Regions from separate parts of the Mus musculus genome. Here regions 2, 3, 4 and 5 are each linked to region 1. The links are chromatin contacts, called in public Hi-C and HiChIP or PLAC-seq maps. All regions are on one chromosome and are shown on one strand. The core of a region is the stretch at or near the end of the contact, and the rest is flanking DNA. Distances in the headings are between cores, read along the strand shown.

Region 1 (2,773 bases), core at 104-2,603:
AACTAATCACCTCCTCCCCAAGTTCACATTCTGCCCTAAGATGTCACAAAATGACAAGACACAATTATAATACTTAAATTAAAAATTCACAAAAAGACAGATAGATTAACATCCCAGTCAATGGCTACAACCTAACTTGAAAAGAGAAGTGGAGAGGCCCATCCCTGCCATTCTCCTAATGGTTCACTACACTATCAGCTTTCAGAGACCAAATTCACTGTCGGCTAATGGTGAGTCAGTAAAGCTAGGTTTTTTCCACATCTAGAATCTAAGGTTCTGTATAGAACACAAGCTTATATGCTCTTACAAGCTGCCTTGAGAGAATGTTTTATGGCAGGGGATCAAATCTCACAGGGGTAGAGAACAATGGTTCTCAGAAGTTATCTAGAAGATTCCGTTGAAGATGCTACTAACCATGGCCCAAAGCCAACCACAGGTGACTTATAAGTCTAAACCACTGCAAATCAAAGCGCGAATTTGGCCACACTGACAGAGAAAAGCTTTCTAAACTCGTAAGTGACTTTTTTTTCCCCCTCAACAGTGCTAAGATCTACTATATCCTATTCATGTGTCGTTTTCCAGCATTTAGTATCTGGCACTTTTCCCAGTTACTAAAAATTCTCATGAAAAGAAGCAGCCACACAAATGCAAGCTGACAAGCCTAAGATCCTTTGTTGGTTTTCTTCCATAATTGATATTACATGTATATTTAGAATACACGGACACTGCAGCCCTGTGCCAGCCGCTCATTCTAACGTCTTTCACATTCTCTTGAATTGTGTGCAACTTCAGCAGTTTCTAATCATCTTACTTTTAAATACCTCTGCTTACAATATGAAAAGGCTTACAGCTTCATTTAAATTAAGACATTCCACATAGCTCTGCCTGCATTCTTTCAAAATACTCAGTCAATTAACATAAGCTACCTTCTAGAGAGGATTTGCTTTAAGTCAGGTGGAAAGAAATATTATTTCAGAACCAAAGAAGAACAAAGCCATGAAATAGATAGAAGATCAAATAATGGAATAAATTGTAAGCTTGTTTAAGTTCCTCATATTTTAAGAGAAAGTATATATATGCTTTTAAAGTGTTCTCCTATAGATTGCTTCTGGGCAGATACAGTCTGCCAGGACAGCTCTAAAGGGGACAAAATATCCAAAATATGGCAGCTTTTTTCAATCAAATGACAGCCCAAAAAGTCTCTGCAGATTCCAAAATACTGCAGGCTCAATCACCCTAGGGTGCAGTGAGCTGAAGCGCAGTTCATCATTCCCAGGGAATTAAATGTGCTGAGAAACAGTCCTGAGTCTGGCAATGTTAAAAATGGTTGAAACCAGAGCATGTCTAACAGCGGGGCCAGGCTGCCACCTGGAGGGCGGCAGGAAACACAGCTCCACGAACGCCAGTCTGTTCCCAACAGTCAAAGAGACCCTTCGGGCTGAGCTAAGCCCCCCATTCTGTTTTACTACTTGACAAAAAAGCTGAGCCTTTCTGTCCCATGGCTCATTGATTAGTGGACCACGTGGAGGCAGCGGCACTAGGTGAAGCCAAGTGTGCCACAGTCTTTCCTTCTTTCCAGACTCAAGGCTGGGGAGGCTCACCCTTGAGCACATCTTTTGTCTCATCCACCCACTTTATTGGTCATTGTTGTGGGTCTTATGTGTCATTTTAGAAACAGAAATATCAGGTCACTTTTCAAAATGTCTAGACTCTTCACGAAGCACTACATACAAGGAAAGAGAAAGCCACACCTTCAAGGTGTGTTGTTCACACAAAGTGAGCACTGGGTATTGTGTGGAGCTCCAATTCAGTCAGGATCACACAGAGAAAAAGACAGAAAGAACACCTGCTGTAGGGGGACAATTCTTTAGTGGCTGTTGAAATCCGATGGGTCAAATCCCTAATCCCCATAAAAGTATGATGTACACATGGGTGCTGTGTACAATATTTTTCCAATGTCCATTTTTTTCTTACATAGGAAAATACAGTAACTACCCCATCTTATCACATTGTGGAGGAGACTGAAATTATACTAATCAACAAGTAAAGATGGTATATAACTCTTAATACAAGCTTTTTGAAAATTAGACTTATCCAGATAGGAAAAAGAGGCAGGACACAGAATACCAACTGCCCAACTGCCAAGTCAGGCAAGAGAGAAAACACTGAGTCAGGAGATGCTCCAGGGCAAGCTGTCACCCTGGGCTGTCACCCTGGGCTATCACTGTGGGCTTCACTTCTTTCAGAAGTCTACACCCACCTATTTCCCTTCCTCTGCTTCTTGCTCTTTCTTTTCACAATGTTTGATCATTACTCAAAAGAAAGTATAGTACTTACTTCCAAAATAGTAAAGACATTTGTTTTGGTTTGGGTTTTTAGTTTCAACTAATTCACAACCTAAAAATAATTGTTTGGGGAAATAGGATTCTGGAAATAATTCTACTGTCCTATTGCATTTCCTCCGGGTAACCCAGCAGAGAGAACATTGGGCCTCTGAGAAGATGCAGGTGAGTACCAATTGGTCCCTACTGGATGTGCTGTTAGTCAGAGAGCTGTAGTGACACCTCCTGGCAAGACCAAAAGAGCACTGCCTTCCATAAAACTGTATTGTCACAACTTTATGATCAGAAACAATGAAGAAAATATATTTTCCCACATGTACTGTTCCTTGAAAGAAAAAAAGTCCATCTGTAGAGAGACACAGTCACAATACTCATATCCATGTTTGAATGGCTTCCATTTAAAAAAAAAACAGCTGAGTCCAAGGAAGAAT
Region 2 (2,773 bases), core at 118-2,617, 970 kb before region 1:
ATTCAGAGTTCTGGGAAATCTACAGCGCCACAGGCTTTGCGTATCTGAGCTTATCTTCAGAATCTACTAACACTTTGCACCCAGGGTTGTTATTACCTGATAGCTGAGGTCCCATTACTTGGAGTTTAGAATTTATTTACTTATTGGTTCATGAATTTCAGTTCTCTTAACTGCAGGATGCCAGTCAAGGAGTAGAGAGAAAGGAGGTCCTTGGCCACATCTCCTTCTGCCCCACTCACAGAGCCCAAGTGAAAAGGGTTTGAAATAGAAAACAGTGAGGACCAGGCACCCAGTGGTACAAAAAACCGGGGGGGGGGGGTGCTGTTCCTTAACAGCCCCTGGGGTGCTGGAACAAAAGGAACCTTCTGGAAGCTAGCCATGTATAATAACAACTGAAAAAAACGTGCTTCTGCCTGGACTCCCAGGATGGACCCCACAGAACCCCAGGACAGACATGGGTGCTCTGCCACCAGCTGAGATGGACACATCTGTGTGACAACAGCTCTTCCGGAAGGTCATAGGAGACCTTCCCGGCAACTTACAGTCACTGATGATTTCCAGGGAGGGCAAGAAGTACTTGTCGCAGACGATGGAGATGGCCATGCACATGTAGAGGATAATGAGGAAGTAGATTACGATACCTCCATCCGTGCTCTCCTGCTTGGTGAAGAACCCTTCGGGAAACTCCGATGCTGGAGAGACAGCACATTGCGTGCTGTTTCCTGCCGAGGAAAAGGAAAAGATCACAAGATGTGGGAGTCACACGTCTGAAGCCCACAAAGCCTAAACTGGGGTATTTGGGAGGGATATGGGGAAGTTGGTGGAAATACGAGTATGATTCAAAGCCTTAGATAGCCTTTGTAAGAGATTATTTCATGAAATAAGCTGATAGAAGAGAGTTGGAGGGAGGCATTATTACAGCGCCTCTCTGTGTCTGCTTCTAAATGGGAAGAATGCACTGATCATGTCTCCAACAATAAGAAGAGCAGCCCTGTCCACCCCTTGGTCTCTGAACTACTACAGAACGCTCTTGAGGACGCATTGGCTGATCAAGAGCGCTTCCCATCCTCGGCAGGGCTCCGAAGCAGAGCAGATACAGCAGGAGTCGGGGATGGGGAGGGGGCAAGGCCATTCCCCTCTCCATCCCACATCTCTACGTGGGACTGGGGTGTCTGGGCCCACTGCCACCTACCTGTGGCCCTTGGGAGGCGCGGGGGCAGGGAGACACCACGGACAGGCAGGTATGCAGAGACCCAAAAGATCCCCAGCAGCAGGACCCTCCTTGTCCAAGTTGGGCCCCATTTTGTCCGCATTTCCAGCGTGCTCTTTGCAGTGTGTGGTTCAGGAAGGGAGCAAGGGAGACTTATGCTGAATCATGTGAGCAGTCTCCTTCCTCCCCAGTGCCTGCGGGGGGAGGGGGGTGTCGCAGCTTAGGAGGCCAGCAAGGGAGACAGCCTGGCTTCTCTGATCAGGAGATCCAAGTCCTAGGGAAGTTGGAAGAGTTAGGGAGGGGTGCAGATAAACACCGACTACAGCTGTTTCCATGCGGGACTCTGATGGCAGGCCCAGGCAGTCTGCAATTCTGCTCATGCCGGATCTCTTTAATATCTTCACACAGACTCTGCCTTTGACTTCCTCTAGATTTGAGAGGACCTGGGTTTGCTTGATGCTGTCCCCCCCCCCCCCCCCCCGCCCTCCACCCCCTTCCCAATAGCCGTTGTTTCTAGGAATTATTTGGGCAGGTGTATATATACTCTGCCTACCAGGGCACGCTTTGTAATTTTATTTGGATGTTCATCTACAGTTAGAGCCAGAGACAGAAAGGTCAATTAGGAGGTGACTGTAACAGTTGAACTGGGAAATGAGGGCCGCGTGAGTGAAGGTGGCAGCTATGGGGATTGAGAGCCGCCCACAGCGCCACGAACTATTCAGGAGACAGACTGGATGCTGTTTGATCATAGATCAGCTGTGCTTTTTGCCAGAAGGAGCTGTATAAAATGCTAATTGGACAAGGCAGACAGCATTCAAATGCATTCTGTAGTTTGCCAAGATCCTGAAAACCTGTAGCCGTGGAGCAACCTGTGGCTGATGGCACAGGGTCTGGGGGAGACCACAAGGGTGGTTGAGTTCAAGCAATGTTTCTTAGCTGTGTGACCTTAGGCAAGTACTTAACCTCTCTGTTCCTTCCTTCCACTATCTATAAGGCAGAGATCACCTCTCTTTTGGTTTGGTGCGTACTATATGGCAAATGTAACCTTTGTAGGACAGTCTCTTCCGTGGGGCCATTGTTCTGTTATTCTGTCACCTGTCTGGCATTACTTATTTCTTGGACTGAGATTAAAAACTGCCATGAAGAAATTCTGTAGCTTTGCAACTGTTATGATTCCTTTGCTTTGTACATAAAATTGGTGTGACAGGAATGTATTATATGCACATATGCAATATCAAACAATGAATTAACTGATAAATTAAAAATCAAGGTGCCAAGCCTTTGATGTAGAGCTTGTTGCATCTGGTGTAAAAGAGTGAGCTGCTCCTGGCTGTTCATGAGCTTGCGCTGTTTAAAAACCACCCAGCACCTTCCTGGTGGAAACCTCTCTGACACTCAGCTTTCCGGATGTGCCCTGTGGAGCCGAGACTGGGATGCCTGGTCACTGAGGCACGGGCATAGAAGCTATAGGAGTCTGTTCTCAGCAAGTGGAGCAGAGCCCTCCTTGAACTCTCAGAACCAGCTCCAGGGGAGTGGGCCACTGGGTGCTGACTGCTTTGTGAT
Region 3 (2,773 bases), core at 69-2,568, 930 kb before region 1:
AGCAACTCTTGCATGAGTTAAAGCATAAATGAGTCAGAGGCAGAGAGATTAAAGTTTCCCTCACATACACGCGAGTTAAAAAATTAGAGTCTCCAGAGAGGCTGGCTCCTGTGGACAGAGTTTCCACCAAGTCAGCACATTGGAGAAAGGACTGTGTCTCAGCCAAACCCCAAGCCCTGCTGGCCTCTTTGCCACAGCCTCTTGCTGAACTCAGGAGGAATCCATCTTCCTAAATCCACGCTGTCTGTCAGGACCAAGGGCCCATTTCTGTTGCAAATGATTCATGGTGAGAATTTGTGACACCTCACAGTCTCAGGGATTCTTTTTTTTTTTTTTTTTTTTTTTTTTTTTTTTTAAGTCAGTTCCTGTGTAGTGTTCCAGTAAGTCTTTCTTCCTCTCCTGTCTGTCTCTCTACCCCAACATTTGCCAACAGACTTCAAAGAGGAGCCACAGGCGTGCTTTGAGTCTCACCCGAATTTTTCCTCTCTGCCTCTAGCAATCGATTCTGACAGGTGCAGAGCAGGGAGGGGAGACAGCATCACCATACATACAGCATCACGCAAAGCATTGTGGGATCGGCCCTCCCGCCTCATTCCCTGCGGGTACAGCAGATCGCCATTTCCCCATCGTCTTTTCTTCTGCTTGAACAGAGAAACCACCATGGCTCTCATTCCCTCTCCAGGGCCGTGCTTTTTAGAACACAGCAGTCAGAAAATGGTTAGAATGATTTGGAGTGTCTGGATCATCACAAGGTTTTGCAATAAAAAAATCCTGTCCTAGCTGCAATGCACAAAGGACCAGCCAGCACCGTGTCTCCAGATGCATGGCAGAAGGACAGCGCTTACAAGGAGCAAGCAGGCTGACTGATTCCTGAACATTACAAATTGGGCCACCTAGCCGTGGTGTGCTCAGCTGCAGACAATTCTAGTTTCAAGGTAGGGGAAATGAAAGATCCAGAGCCAGGAAAATAGACGACTTCTCTTTGCGTTTTAATGCCAATGGATACAGTTTCCAAATCCTAGCCCCGGCTCTTGCCAACTCCTTTGCATTTGGCTTTGGGTTTTATCGAGTACCCAGAGTGTTGTCTCACAAGCTTTCTGCTGAGTATCTAGACAATGCCTCTGGGGTGCTGCGCTGTGGCAGTTACTGCGCCACTGCCTGGGACATTGCAGAGGGTTCTGCTCAGTCATTTTTGTCCTGAAGCTTCAGGAAGACAGTTGGATCTGAGAGTGGAACAGATTTCAAAGAACGAGCATATCAACCTGTGAGGCCTTCTGCTGTGGTGGTGGCATATGCTGTCTTAGAACAGTGCCCATTTAACAGGCTGTGCCGGCGCAGGAAAGGATTCTGACGCGTGCTCGCCCTGACATGGTGCTGTGTGTGTGGAAGCCACGATAAAGTTGAGCAGCAGATGGAAAACTCCGAACCTTTTATTGGCCATATGTCACTTTTGAGTGTTGGCCAACAAACTAAATTTGTAGCTAATATATAATGATTTAGGCAGGGGGGGAAAAAAGAGCAGCCATGCTTTGATTCTCAAGGCTGCTCCTCCAGGCTCCCTTAGCCTGCCAGAGTTCCTGGATGCTTTCCTTTAACCTTGTACCATCTTCCTGAATCACCCCCAGGTGGCTTCATCTCCACAGCCCTCTGTGTGAGCCACCTCCAGCTTGGTCCGTTTCTCTTCTGTTTCTTCTGTGAAGACTGCAGTGTCAGACTTCTTATTACAATGATTTTTTTCCAAGTCGATAGGAAATGTTATAAGGAATGAGGCATCAACGTTTCTGAACTTCAGCCTGTTGGACAGTGTCTTTTGTCTCCTCAGACGTCTCCGTCAGTGCCAGGCTCTGCCATCCCTCTTAGGTGCCTACAGTGGCTCCCTGTTCAACCTGAAGTGCTCGTCCTTGGTGTGGACTTGTGGGAGGGAAGCACATCATGACTTATGAGGATATGACCCGAGAGGGAACTCCCCTGGACAAGTGCCACTCTTACTGTCGGAATCATCTAGGAAGAAATGATGGATGTCCAGGATAAAGAGACTGATCCACCTTCTGGCTCTTTATTCTTTTTGGCGCTTCTGACCCATGCATGAAAGTGCCAAGTTTCCAACCTCGGCTGCCATGGGCAGCCTGCCTGACTTTGTGCTTGTGGGCTCCCAGGAGAAGGACCTCCCCTGGTGCACTATGCTTTTGTTTCTGAGTTTGGTGTTGGCAACAGCCGGAAAGGAGAGGGGGCCTTTAAGCTCACAGGCCCGCCAATCACCAGCTCAACAATTCAATGTATCATTGCTATCATTGTCTGACCCCCAAATGATTCTATAGTTGATATCTTAACCAAATGCCACCTAAGTTTCAGCACACGAATTCCCACCTAACTCAGCCCTTTCCCATTATTTTTCAAAAGTCTGAGAGCAGCATGTGAATGAAAGGGCAGCAGAGCACATCAAACACAACAGTGTTTGTAACATCCGGAGTAAGGCGCATTAAAGAGAGAATAAAATCCACATTCATCATGGAAGCTTGCCTTTGTTTTCTGTTATTATGAAAAGAGGAAACAGGAACGCCTTTCCCGTGGGAGGCTCTTCAGTTATCTGTTCCTGGATACCGCACAGAAAATTGTAGTTTTAGTTTATGTCTTTGCAGGACTTAACTATCCTTTTAGGTCTGATCAACAGTTTTGTCCCGAAGCAACTTTACTTTGGGGATTTTTACAGGGTGGATGGAACTGCTGTGCAAACAGACAGGTGTGCACGACTACCCAGTACAGCATCTTCTAC
Region 4 (2,773 bases), core at 171-2,670, 760 kb before region 1:
TTCCAGTACAGTTAACAAAATCTACTATGAAGGTTGCTGATCTAGAGACAATAGTCATTTTTAAATTAAAAAAATATTATTTTTAAAAATTATACTTATGGATTTTTGCTTGCAAATTTAAGTGGCACGTTCTTGCAGACGTCAGAAGAGAGTGTCCCATACCCTGGAACTGGTGTTTCAGACTGTTGTGAGGTTGATGGGAACTGAACCTGGGACTTTTGGAAAAGCAACCAGTGCTCAATAGTCCCTTTCTACTGCTTTCCTCCCAAATAACATTGATTCAAATAAGAATGTTAAACTACCGATGTTCCATATTTAAGGCATAACTCACATGCCCTTGCTACTTTCCAAGCTACAAACTCGCACTTTTCTATCAATCTCAAAAGAGCCTCTCCCTCTAAAGAAAAAACAAACAAGAAATCAAAAAATAAAACCCACCAAAGTACACATTTCTTTGTCTCCTGTGCAACCCTTGGTGACCCATGTGGCCTTTTCATACTGCCATCCTGTCCATGGTACCTTCAGAGCCACCCTATGATGTCATTTACCAACAAGAGGAAAAGGTGTGTGTGTGTGTGTGTGTGTGTGTGTGTGTGTGTGTGTGTGTGAGTGTGGGGTGTGTGTAAGGTATCCTAAGAAACCGTGTGAAGAATATAAACAGAAATCCTATGTGAAGCTACTGTGGATGCATCTGAGAAGTGCAAACCCACACCTTCGGAGCATACTGCCCTTCCCCAGAGCCTCTCTCTTAACTCTGTGCTTAGATTTGCATAAAGATCATCACCCCTCCTACTCTGCTTCTTCCAAGCTTACCCCAAGTTTCTTTTTCTGTGGAGAATTCAAGAATTCCAGCTTCACTTGAGTGGAGGTCTCTGAGAAGTGCTCTAGCTGCTGCAGGGCACACTGTGAAGCTGGGTATCCAGCCTCTACCCACTGCCACAGACACAAACAACCTACCCACGGGTAGCCCTTTGTCAAAGCAGGTGGCGTCTCCTATGAGTGCACACACACCCTTGAGAGCACTTGTGCAGATAAATAGCAGGCATCCTGGGCATCAGGTGGAGCATCCGTCTTTCCCCAGGAATTCTGTGATCACCCTTCACATCTGTGGGTACTAAACACAGCAGCTCAGTCTCTTTCTTAGACGCCCTAAGGTATAAGTCACATCTTAGGCTCTATTTTCCTGGTTACAAGTATCCAGAGATTGCTATGGAGGAGGCTACAGTTATGCCAGAAAGCTTGACCAAAGCAGTGGCTTCTTTGCAATGCCCCAAGGCTTGAAACGAGGGTGCCCTCCAATGGTTATATCAGTTTCCCCTTGGCATAGGTCCATGTGTCTCTGACTAACATGCTTACAGCACTGACTAAGCTGGGAATGCGCACTGAAACATTCTTATTTTACATAATCAAAAGGGCAGAGGTACTTCCTTCTCCTTTTATGCCCCACCCTTCCCTTTCCTGTCCTTCCTTCCTGGGATATCCCTATCCCTTCCTTTTCTGAACAATTCAGAAAACCTTGGGAGAGGGCAGCCTGCCAGAGGAGGCGGGAGGTGAGGGATGTGTGAGTCAGCCACAGGATGTGGGGTGCCTCCTGGGATGTTGAGCAGACAAGGAAACATTTTAAGATAATGGGAGTCAGGCTTCTCATTGTCAGGGAAGGGAAGTACAAATGTGAAAAGAGAGAAAATTAGGTAGGTAGATACATAGCTGGGTAGATAGAGGATAGATCTCATTAGACAGATCCCCCAGGGTGACTGGTGTTAGTCATGCATTCTGGTCCCAACAATCAGATCTCTTGGAAGAGACACAGGTGGGCACATGCCTTTGGGACTTGAGATTTTGGAAAGACTCCGACACTTGGAGGCAGGACTAACAGAGATATGACCTTGCGTCTATTTCTGCTTCCCTGTGCCTTCAATCAACCTCTGCCCCATGTAGACCGTGGCTCACACAGGCTCCCCACTCTAGGGTTTGATTTCTTTCTTTGTGACAAGGACTGAGCTATAGGTCATACAGCCTCAAGACAAAGAACAGACTGCACCCCAAAGTCACCAAGGATGGGGCACTTCAGCTCCAAGAGTTGTCCCTACCACAGGCCACATGGGGGATCTGCCTCTCTGACCTCAGTGTTTCTATACATTCCAGTTATCTATCTGTCTATCTATCTGTCTATCTATCTGTCTGTCTATCTATCTATCTATCTATCTATCTATCTATCTATCTATCTATCTATCTACTGTCTGTCTGTCTGTCTGTCTGTCTGTCTATCTATCTACTATCTGTCTGTCTGTCTGTCTGTCTGTCTATCTATCTATCTATCTACTATCTGTCTGTCTGTCTGTCTATCTATCTGTCTGTCTGTCTGTCTTCTTTCTATCTATCTATCTACTATCTATCTATCTATCTATCTATCCGTCTGTTTATCTATCTATCTATCTGTCTGTCTGTCTATCTATCTACTATCTATCTGTCTGTCTGTCTGTCTGTCTGTCTGTCTGTCTGTCTATCTGTCTATCTGTCTATCTGTCTATCTGTCTGTCTGTCTGTCTGTCTATCTATCTATCTATCTACTATCTATCTATCTGTCTATCTGTCTATCTGTCTATCTGTCTATCTGTCTATCTGTCTGTCTGTCTGTCTGTCTGTCTGTCTGTATCTATCTATCTATCTATCTATCTATCTATCTATCTATCTATCTACTATCTATCTATCTATCTATCTATCTATCTACTATCTATCTATCTATCTATCTACTATCTATCTATCTATCTAT
Region 5 (2,773 bases), core at 159-2,658, 550 kb before region 1:
CACGTCAGCTTCTAGATTAAGCAAGTAAAATCAAAGTTTAGTGTTAACTGGATGCACTTTGAATGGGGGGGGGGGCATTCCTGAAGCTCCGGGGAGTGCGGATACACTCGCCCTCTGTAGCTAGCTGCTCACCTTGCTTGGTATCACCTCTGTTTGGGGGATTTCATTTAAGTTCACTGTATAGACTTGATCCCTGTTGGAAACAAGGCAGTTCAGTCATACCTTGCGAATGCATCAATGCTATATGCTGTTTCTTGTTTCACCTCTACAGATCTGCCATTACTGTGCTTTGAAGATCATCTGGCTTCTCTGTGACTTGAACAAAGTCAACAGGGTACTTTCTCATTAGTGAGATGCTTCTATGCATTGCTGCAGCCAGGACAAGCACAGCCTTTCTCTCCAGGCTTGGGGCAAACTGACTGGGCATAAGCACAGACATATTTCTGATATTTGCCTGAAAAAGTCTAAGTTAAGAAAGAATAAAGAATGATTTCCCCCAACCCCACTGCTTTGGGACAAAATAATGATGTGTGATTTCTGGATGTGACACTGAACGCTTTAACTTTGCTTTCTATCCTGGTACCCAGCACGCTCTTCATGAGAGTATTTTTTGGCTACTTGCAGTTTTTGATCACAATCACATATTAGTTTTTCATGAACTAGACACATTAATGCAAGCACCACAAGAGAAAAGAATTTTAATCTAATAAACCAACGAAAGGAAAATTACCTGCCAGCAATATAAAGTGTGTCTCGAATTTTCAACATCAGCTGAAAGTCCAGCCTGTGCTGCGATTCGTTGCCTGAAGGGCGTCCTCTAAAAACCGGATATTGCCTTGAATCTGCAAGTAAAAATGGGCTAAACCATCAGTCAGGATTACAGAGCTGAAGAATCAATAGCCAGCATTGATTAGCTGTATATAGCACTTGTAGGAAGGGTTTTAACTAAATTCCTCTCTTAAGGTCTTGAATATAAATTAGTAAAAGATGGAGAATTGTCAGCAAATGGTCTTTTTCTTTTTTACTGAAAATATATAATCTCTATGTCTGGGCTGCTGCAGGATGGCGCCCAACAGAACTGGCTCAGTTTCTGCACAGCCGAGGGAAAGACTGCAGATGATTTAATGTGCAAAACATTGTAAAGACATATTAAAATTTGTCTCTGATGCTGAAAATGAATAGACCTAGGCAAAGACAAACAAAAGGCTTCCGTTGCAAACGAGGAAATGGCTTTGTGTGACTTACAGTGATAGTCAACCGTGTTGAGGGGCTCATCGTCTTCTGGGAAGCTGACCGCCCGTAACCTGGAGACCAGAAGGAACAGCACGCAGAACCAAAGCAGAAGGAACCCCATGGTTGGCCAAGAAGAAATCTGAGCTCCCCCTCCTCAGAAGTCCCACTTAGCTACCTAGAAGACAAAAGCATTATGGAAAGACCTTTACGCTGTGGTGAAACTGGTTTCTCGTTTGTAGCCCGCTCAAATTTTTGCCCACCTCTTTCTATAGTTCCCTATTTATCAAGAGACCTAGCAGTGGTAGACAGGTATCTGCAAGAACAGACAAAAGGCAGCACCGAGCCAGGCCTCGCTGAAGCACCTGGTGAGCATATTGAGGCTTTCGGTACATTTGCCAGAATTTTGAAGGCAACTCTTTGTTATCACAGCAAAATCTCCAGAACCCCACACAGAAGGGTTGGCTCCCAACTTGGCAAGGAAGTGGGCAAAAGAGGGATCCGAATTTTAATTAAACTCCAATCTGCATCCCTTCCCCCAGTCCTGAAATACATAGATACAACATGTTTCTTTCTCCCAGGAAAGACCTAAACTGTCTTGAAAAGCCAGAGCTGATGACCTTGTCCTCAGCCACTGTTGCCGTAGAGCATCAAACATCTAGATCTAGCTGCTGCAGGTCCAGCATCGCCGCCCAAGTCACAGTTCTATATTCTGAATTAGGTGTTTTGAAGACCAACGTGGAAAGAGGTCAGTGACCTTGTATTAGGGTGAAAGGGATTGAAAAGAAATAAAATGATTCCATGAAAACCAATCAGTAAAGCAGGGAGTGACAGAGTAGGCCAGCTGGTCCCCAGCCTCTAGGGACACCTAGATTCTAAAGTAAAACCATTCAGACCCAAACCAATACTCTAAGTACACTGCCCTCTTAGTTTTATTGTTTCTGTTTTTGAGCTGTAGGAGGCCTTGGGGACCCTCAAGCTTAACACCTTCCTTTGTTAAATGGGAAAACTAAGGGCTGGCAAAAAGAAGGAATTCACTCTGACTTTCATGGTGACTTTAGGGCAAGGCTGGGGTCTAGATCAGTCAGCTGAGTCCCTGACCAGACATATTGCTCCAAACTAGATTGAGGAAATAAAGGGGCGTGTTTCTTTCAAACAGATGGTATTACAAGGAGACTTTTTGAGAGAAATGGTTATATTCATCATTTTTATTGAAGTTATGTTTCACAGATATTAAATCACACATTAAATATGTACAGTTCCTATAGATCAATAACCCAATAAAACTATGAGAACAGAGTTAAAAGATCTGTAAATGTTAGCAACTCATTGGAAAAAAAAATTGGGTTTTCTGAGCCAATGGGAGAGGCGTGATTGTGAGATACCAAGGGTATGGCTCTTTACACAACCAAAGCTGTCAATGGTTAATATAATAGCTTCTGTTTGTACACTTAAGAACCATGGAGGCAAGTTATAAACAGCCATCTCAAATTCTGGAGAATACAATCATTCAGTAAATTGAAAAAATGTAAATATGCACTGT

What was found. A called contact is a pair of places that touch in the nucleus more often than the background predicts. HiChIP or PLAC-seq counts read pairs in DNA pulled down with a chosen protein or histone mark.
Region 2: a contact with region 1 is called in a Hi-C map of cerebral cortex, with 5 times the contacts expected there. The contact joins the promoter of Slc24a5 here to the enhancer-like site in region 1. A contact is called at or near these places in 19 of 39 promoter capture datasets (the 3T3-L1 cell line, 3T3-L1-derived adipocytes, the C10 cell line and 10 more), 1 of 15 datasets of contacts at CTCF or cohesin (large pre-B cells), 1 of 484 Hi-C or Micro-C datasets (cerebral cortex), 5 of 115 datasets of contacts at active chromatin or transcription factors (embryonic basal ganglia, embryonic forebrain, embryonic midbrain and 2 more) and 3 of 9 other capture datasets (adipose tissue, embryonic stem cells and liver).
Region 3: an H3K4me3 HiChIP or PLAC-seq map of forebrain shows a contact between it and region 1, with 8 times the contacts expected there. The contact joins two enhancer-like sites. A contact is called at or near these places in 11 of 39 promoter capture datasets (the 3T3-L1 cell line, 3T3-L1-derived adipocytes, the C10 cell line and 6 more), 5 of 484 Hi-C or Micro-C datasets (the HPC-7 cell line, bone marrow-derived macrophages, cerebellar granule neurons and 2 more) and 6 of 115 datasets of contacts at active chromatin or transcription factors (SST interneurons, embryonic basal ganglia, embryonic forebrain and 3 more).
Region 4: a contact with region 1 is called in a Hi-C map of the N1E-115 cell line, with 4 times the contacts expected there. The contact joins two enhancer-like sites. A contact is called at or near these places in 10 of 39 promoter capture datasets (the 3T3-L1 cell line, 3T3-L1-derived adipocytes, the C10 cell line and 5 more), 2 of 484 Hi-C or Micro-C datasets (the N1E-115 cell line and bone marrow-derived macrophages), 4 of 115 datasets of contacts at active chromatin or transcription factors (cardiomyocytes, embryonic basal ganglia, embryonic fibroblasts and 1 more) and 1 of 9 other capture datasets (embryonic stem cells).
Region 5: a contact with region 1 is called in a Hi-C map of cerebral cortex, with 4 times the contacts expected there. The contact joins the promoter of Sema6d here to the enhancer-like site in region 1. A contact is called at or near these places in 8 of 39 promoter capture datasets (the 3T3-L1 cell line, 3T3-L1-derived adipocytes, embryonic stem cells and 2 more), 2 of 484 Hi-C or Micro-C datasets (3T3-L1-derived adipocytes and cerebral cortex), 2 of 115 datasets of contacts at active chromatin or transcription factors (embryonic forebrain and neural progenitor cells) and 2 of 9 other capture datasets (adipose tissue and embryonic stem cells).

Annotation. Positions count from the first base shown.
Region 1 is chr2:124,099,686-124,102,458 of GRCm38.p6, reverse strand. It overlaps a transcript of Sema6d not described here. Among named protein-coding and RNA genes, the nearest start is that of 4930517E11Rik, 29 kb to the left of the region's middle. Within about 2 kb of position 1,353, at least 22 of the 459 cell types and tissues checked have an H3K27ac peak or open chromatin away from gene starts, as enhancers often do. A contact at or near this core is called in the N1E-115 cell line, cerebral cortex, forebrain and 1 more, where this site is marked.
Region 2 is chr2:125,066,721-125,069,493 of GRCm38.p6, reverse strand. Slc24a5 (solute carrier family 24, member 5) reads right to left here and starts at 1,367. Exons shown (of 9, transcript NM_175034.3): 1 at 1,193-1,367; 2 at 543-722. The coding sequence starts at 1,313.
Region 3 is chr2:125,030,561-125,033,333 of GRCm38.p6, reverse strand. No RefSeq gene overlaps it. Among named protein-coding and RNA genes, the nearest start is that of Slc24a5, 36 kb to the left of the region's middle. Within about 2 kb of position 1,318, at least 60 of the 459 cell types and tissues checked have an H3K27ac peak or open chromatin away from gene starts, as enhancers often do. A contact at or near this core is called in forebrain and hippocampal neurons, where this site is marked.
Region 4 is chr2:124,857,373-124,860,145 of GRCm38.p6, reverse strand. No RefSeq gene overlaps it. Among named protein-coding and RNA genes, the nearest start is that of Gm39920, 65 kb to the right of the region's middle. Within about 2 kb of position 1,420, at least 69 of the 459 cell types and tissues checked have an H3K27ac peak or open chromatin away from gene starts, as enhancers often do. A contact at or near this core is called in the N1E-115 cell line, where this site is marked.
Region 5 is chr2:124,652,216-124,654,988 of GRCm38.p6, reverse strand. Sema6d (sema domain, transmembrane domain (TM), and cytoplasmic domain, (semaphorin) 6D) reads right to left here and starts at 1,408. Exons shown (of 18, transcript NM_199241.3): 1 at 1,246-1,408; 2 at 731-842; 3 at 133-193; 4 at 1-11. The coding sequence starts at 1,354.